2 separate regions of the Pan troglodytes genome follow, and region 2 is linked to region 1. A link is a contact called in public Hi-C data. All regions are on one chromosome and are shown on one strand. Each heading gives the region's core, a stretch centred on a gene start, on an enhancer-like site or on the middle of the called end of the contact. The rest is flanking DNA. Distances are from core to core; before and after follow the strand shown.

Region 1 (3,270 bases), core at 200-2,699:
TTGAACTTACAGTGAAAGAAACATTTTAGGCCGGGCGCAGTGGCTCACGCCTGTAATCCCAGCACTTTGGCAGGCCGAGGCGAGCGGATCACGAGGTCAGGAGATCGAGACTCATCCTGGCCAACATGGTAAAACCCCGTCTCTACTAAAAATACAAAAATTAGCTGGGCATGGCGGCGCCTGGCTGTAATCCTAGCTACTCAGGAGGCTGAGGCAGGAAAATCGCTTGAAGCTGGGAGGCGGAAGTTGCAGTGAGCCGAGATCGCGCCAATGCACTCCAGCCTGGCAACAGAGCTAGATTCCGTAAAAAAAAAAAAAAAAAAAAAAAAAAAAAAAAGGAAAGAAACATTTTAATTCTCAGATTTACGGTATTCACAGATCCCTGAAGCTCCTCTTTCAATCCAGTTGTAAAATACACTTAAAACTTGCCTTATAGAAAGTGATTATTGGAAAATGGAATAGTGCATCTTTGTGTGTGTGTGTGTGTGTGTGTGAGAGAGAGAGAGAGAGAGAGAGAGAGAGAGAGAGAGAAAGACAGACAGACAGACAGAATCTCACTCCTTTGCCCAGGCTGGAGTGCAGTGGCATGAGCTTGGCTCACTGCAACCTCCGCCTCCCAGATTCAAGCAATTCTCCCGCCTCAGCCTTTCGAGTAGCTGGGACTACAGGCGCACGCCACCACGCCTGGCTAATTTTTGCATTTTTTAGTAGAGACTGGGATTCGCCATGTTGGCCAGGCTGGTCTGGAACACCTCAGGTGATCCGCCCGTCTCAGCCTTTCAGAGTGCTGGGATTACAGGCATGAGCCACCGCGCCCGGCCGAATACTGCATCTTTTAAGCTGCCTGTCTTCAGCGTCTTCGCCCCTAAAGGATTCACCCACTGAAGGATGAAGTGACTCTCAGGCCTGCAATTGTAAAACTAAATCTGAGTGACTGGACTGGAAGACTTCGATTCTGTAATCTATATAGCCTCTGAATCAGGCTTTCATAAGCCGCGCTATGAAGTAGAATTAATTTTCTGAGTGCAAGGATTTTTTTTTGTTTTTGGCAGAGGAGGTCTCACTATGTTGCCCAGGCTGGTCTCAAACTCCTGAACGCACCTCGGCCTCCCAAAGTGCTGAGATCACCGACCACCGCACCCGACCGAATGAGTCTGGTAAAAATCTTTATGCTTTAGATCCCTGAAACTTGGATGTACTTGTTAGCTCCAAGCTGAAGCCTTAGCTAAGGGATTTGGCCATTAGCCGAGCAACATAAAGTCCTCCCCGATCTTCTAACTCCTTTTGAATTAAATTAGAAAGCCATGACAAAACGATCGTTTTGTTGAAGGCCCACTCCGTGTACACGGAGTAGGCACTGAACTCACAGTTTGCTTCAGGTCATGTAAAGTCTCTCAGGAGTCCGTTCCTGCGCGGGCCCCACCTACGGGCTTCGAGCTTCCACGTGCAGGGCCTCTGGCTCCGCCCCCGGCGCAGTGCGCAAGCGCCGCTGCTTTCCGAGCTGCTTGCTCACTGTGCGCACCTCGCTGGGGGGTGCTGCTGTGTTCCTGAGGCTTCCAGGGAAGGCAGTGGGCGAAGGTCTGTACCGTGCTAAGATTGAGTCTGAGGAACTGACTGAGCAAAGAAGACAGCTCAAGGTTTGTGGGGAATGTGGCAGATGAGGAGAGGAGGGTTAGCAGCTAGTTTGGTGTGAGGTAAATTAAAATTAAGGAGTGAAGAATGTTAATTATGGGGAGTCTCAGACGCTACTCTTCTGGCTCGGAGCTTCCCGATTAAATTTATTTTTAAAAATAATAAAATTTTTAAAAATGTTAATTATCATTGATTCAGGGACTCTGGGGCCAAAGGTGGGCCTCCGAGGGCCAGGGCAGCCGACTCTACAGGTGAAATGTTTAGCTTTCCTCAGATGCGCGGGTTCCCGCGCTTTCGCGCTCCCTCTGCCCCCGCTGAGCCCCACGGAGCTGGCCCTGCGTCCTTGTTTGCAGCTGAGGAGAAACTCGCTGCTCTGAGGCAGCGAGAGGAGAGAGCGCCACAACTTGGTGGTGGCCTCCGCCTCGCCCTGGCTCCCTGGAGGCGCAGTTTGTAGTCAGCAGAAGGCAGCGCGGAGCAGCCGCGTTGCGCAGGGCGCGTGGGGATCTCCGTGGTGCGTGGGGATATCCGCGGGGGCGGGGAGGGGGTGGGGCCTCATGGAGGCCCCGCCCGCCCCGGGACCGCAACTCGGGACTCCTGTGGGACTCGCGACCCTGGAGCGCTAGGGCGGGGAACGCCGCCCGGGTGACTGGCAGTCCGTGCGCCTCGTTCTCCCCTGCAGAGCCCGCGCTCGGACCATGCCCGCCTGCGCCGGCTGTCTCGCTGCAGGAGCCGGTGGACGCGGGGGAGCCTCGGTAGGTGAGGGCGGCGCGGGGGTAGCTGGGCTCCGACGCGGGCGCCTGAGGGGAGCGTCCCCCGACTGCAGGAGGACTGGCGCGCCCGGGATGCGGTGCCGCGTGTCCCGGCGCTGTGGCTGTTGTAAGGCTGAGTGGAGGTTTTGCAGGGCTGCTTCGCCCTGGTGGCTCTTGGCTTCCTGGCTCGGCTCAGTGAAGGGAGTGAAACCCCTCGGGTCCCGGCGTGGTGCGGGTGCAGGAAGAGACTCCTGCCTCAGTTTCGTGTGAGCCGCGTCCCAAGCCCAGCCCTGCAGGGATCCTTTCAGGCAGTTTCCATCCTCTCCGCGCTCGGGGTTGAGTTTCCGCGTTTGGAATGCTCGGTTTGAGGCGCATGGCCACCGCGCTGGCTATGTCGGGAGACAGTGCCCAGGGATGATGTTCGAGAAAGTGGAGAGGCTGAGGTCGCTGGCAACTCGGAGACTTTGAAGATACCACGGTTCCCTTCAAGTTTAAAAATGGTGAGCTCTAAGTGCAGTGTGAAGCACCCCAACGCCCTAAGTGCACTGATTGCTTTTGGGGGTGATGGGTGAATATGGGACTGTTTCAAAGTATGAAGTAGAAGTGATACCATTATTCGCTTTTTTTATTTTTGAATTTCCTTTTTGACGACTATGTGTGTTGGTGGAGAAGGAATAGAAGTGATACAAGCTTTGGCGAGCGCGGTGGCTCAACGCCTGTAGTCCTAGCATTTTGGGAGGCCAAGGCGGGCGGATCGCATGAGCCCAGGAGTTCGAAACCAGCCTGGGCAACATGGGGAAACCCCGTCTCTACAAAAAATAATAATAATAGTAGTAGTAATAATACAAAAAATACGAAAATTAGCTGGTGTGTTGCCACGCGCCTGTAA
Region 2 (3,270 bases), core at 402-2,901, 190 kb before region 1:
GCCCCTGATCTTAAGCCACAAGGGCTGAGTGTATTGTAAACTTATTCTTGCATGCTGCTGTCTGGGAATGGACCACACTACAGCTGGTAGTTCTGGGGGCGGTACTGCCGAAAGGCCTGAACACATGTATTTTGGCTGCATTTGAGGAACTTGGGATGCTGACTATTAATTTTGTATGTCAGCAACTGCCCCTTCTCCTATCCCAAAGCACCAATTACTGCCCTCTGCCTCAGCAGTACCAGTATAAGATGACATTCCAAAGACTGGAGGCGACTCAGCCTGAGTTAATTCACAAAATTGTGCCATGCTGGGGCTTGAGCTTGAGCTTGGGCTTAGGCTTGGGCTCAGCTTTTGACCCTCAGGCATCTCCTTTCCCTTCCTGCCTTCCTCTCCCTTCTCCTCTGCTGCAGCATGATTTTCTTAATCTTCAGACACTCACTATTTTCATGAACAGTTACCCTCCGGCCCCACAACCAAAGACAACTCATGGCCTCCTTTGGCCCTTGTGTAACACTGCAAACCTGTGGCTTTGCAAAATGTATCCAGGTCACAAGGGGATTTTTTTTTTTTTTAGCAATGATATCCCTTTCTGGGTCACTTTTTAAGCTTATAACCAGACTTATAATCTTAAATGTATTTCCTTTGTTTAAGCTGCTGCTTCCTCTGTTTCACTGGATTGTGCTAGTTATCAGTGTCTCTTGGGTTCAAAGTAATAAAGAATTCCAAAACTGGAAAAATAAATAAATAAATAAAAATTAATGATAAACTTCCACTTCAGCAACGAATAGAACCTTTTCTCTTATTAAGTATGTGGTATTTTATGACATTTAAAATATATAAACTAGAGTGAAGCTTAAAAACAACACACAGGCAGGCTGAGAAAGATGACAATACATCCTCATTTGCCGGGACATTCCCAGTTTATGCCTGCAGTCACAGCATAATTATTAATAGCTTGAACTCTTTAATTTTCAGAAGCAAACTGCTTTGGGTAATAAATTATCCTGTCATTTAGTTCTTAACTCACAAAATGTATTCTTTAAGTTGACAGGTCTTAATTTCTTTTTTAACAGGCAGCAAGTTTTGCTAAATCAAACAACCAAATATAAATTAATCTTAGACATATACTTCAATGGTGTGGTGCCCACAGATTGAGAAAAGTATAAGTATCCCACCTGCTTCTAAATTCAGGTCATGTTGCTAATTCTAACTTTGTACTCCATAACATCACACATACTTCATTCATTCATGCACTCATTCTAAATAGTTACTAAGTACCTACTATGTGCTGATCTTTGTAATAGATACTGGGGAGAAAGTAATAGAAAAACCCCACATGTCTTATGGATTTCACAGTTCCTCTTACTTGAAATGTAAAGAACTTTAAGACTGATGCAAAGCTTTCTGCCTGGCTGTTCTTTCTCAACACTCACTTTGTCTGATTCTTTCCAAATAGGAATCTTTGTGCCAAACAGCTTAGTGATTTCTGCTGTTTTTGAAATTACTGAAATAATATAGTGTGAAACATTCCAGGTTTATAGCAGTTGTCCTAGTATAACTGGAATCAGAAGGAGAAGAAAAGCACCAAGAACAGTGAGAAAAATGATACTACTATAACCACCAGGTGGCATGTCTCACCACTTAGCTAATAAAGAGGGTTCTTGAAAACACCAGGGGAAAAACGTTTTCTCAGCCACTGCTCGGCCAACACCCTCCCCGCACTGGAGGCCCAACAGAAGGAATGTGCTTTATTAATCCTCCCAAGAAATGAAAATGATCCAATGACGTCCATGGCCAGACATAATAAAAGATGTAATTCAAGCTTAACAATGTTTAAGAACTGTATAAAATATTTAAAACTCCTTTAACACAATCCTTCTAGAATCAAAGGCCTAGGAAAGGATTACAGAAAGTAATCTTCCTAGTTTCCAAAAGCTTACTTTAAACCATTCTAAATTAATGGAAATCGGTCCTCCAGGTGCACTGTGCCTAGTGACTTTCACCATAGAAATCCCTTCTAAACATGTACTACTAACACTGTTCATCCTTTTATATTATTTGCACCACTTCATAATACCATATTTCATTTGGTGCTATTACTTCTACTGTTATAGGTATGAATCTAAACTCCTTTACTGAACTATGAGCTACCTGAGGGCAGAAATTATGTTTTATGCCTCTTTCAAATCATTTGCTTTAGAAACTAGCAGGATGTTGTATGGTGTAGCTATTTATGGCCCAACTCTATACTGCCCACTACCTGTTTTGGAAAGTCACTTTACTGATTCTCAGCTTTCTCATCATCATTCATTCATTCATTCACCCCATTATAAATTGAGCACCTCCTATAAGCCAGGTATTGTTCCAGATTTTATAAACCAAACAATCAAAAACTCCTCCCTACAAAGAATATTCTAGTGAAGAACTCACAGAAAATTAACAAAATATAACACAGTAAGTTAGACAGTGATAGTGCTATTTTTAAAACAGCAAAGATTTACGAGGAATGCTGAATGATGGGGGAGGGGGAACTAATCTGATATTTCAAATATGGTGGCCCAGGAGGCCTAAATCCAAGAGATCTGAGAGAAGTAGGGGAGAACATCCTATAGACAATGTGGGGGAAACGTATTCAGGGAGAGGAAGCAGCAGGCGCAAAGCCCAGGCACTGAAGCATGCCTGGAATGTCCGAAGAAAAACAAGGAGGGTGGTGTGGCTGCATCCGGTGAATGAGGAGACCAGTAGAGAATGAGATCAGAGGGAAAATGGAAGGCCAGATCACATGAGGATCGGTAACTCATCATAAGGACTTTTGCCTTTATTTAGAATGAAATGGCATGCTACTAGATGGTTCTGAGCCAAAGATATGATCTATCAGACTTCATTTTTAAAGTATCACTCTGGACGCTGTGTTGAAACAGAATGAGGGATGGGAAGAGTGAAAGCAGGAGGCCCTAAGGAGATGGTGGCCTGTACCTGGGGAATGGCAGGGATCAAGAGAGAAGTGATTTAATTCTGCATATATTCTGAAGACCTCACGAGATTTCCTTACTGTTTAAATAAACAGTGGAGTGTAAGAAAAAGAGAAAAGATTGAGGAAAATTCCAAAATTTTGGCCAATGGAGCTGCTGTTAAACAAGATGGAGGAGAGTGAGGAAAGAGCAGATCTGGAGTGCTATGCAGGAGTCAGTTAGGAAGAGGTTAAGTTTGAGATACCTGTTGGTCATCTCACCAGAGGCATGTTGAGTAGTTATATAGATGTGTGCCTGT

The links. Hi-C and Micro-C count contacts between places; a contact is called where the count stands out from the background.
Region 2: a contact with region 1 is called in a Hi-C map of induced pluripotent stem cells, with 2.0 times the contacts expected there. The contact joins the enhancer-like site here to the promoter of TEX15 in region 1. A contact is called at or near these places in 5 of 7 Hi-C or Micro-C datasets (blood, induced pluripotent stem cells, lymphocytes and 1 more) and 1 of 1 datasets of contacts at active chromatin or transcription factors (stem cell-derived excitatory neurons).

Annotation. Positions count from the first base shown.
Region 1 is chr7:39,307,803-39,311,072 of NHGRI_mPanTro3-v2.0_pri, reverse strand. TEX15 (testis expressed 15, meiosis and synapsis associated) reads left to right here and starts at 1,449. Exons shown (of 11, transcript XM_054656628.2): 1 at 1,449-1,637.
Region 2 is chr7:39,497,597-39,500,866 of NHGRI_mPanTro3-v2.0_pri, reverse strand. The region is part of intron 17 of WRN (WRN RecQ like helicase); the gene reads right to left. Among named protein-coding and RNA genes, the nearest start is that of WRN, 73 kb to the right of the region's middle. Within about 2 kb of position 1,651, at least 4 of the 24 cell types and tissues checked have an H3K27ac peak or open chromatin away from gene starts, as enhancers often do. A contact at or near this core is called in induced pluripotent stem cells, where this site is marked.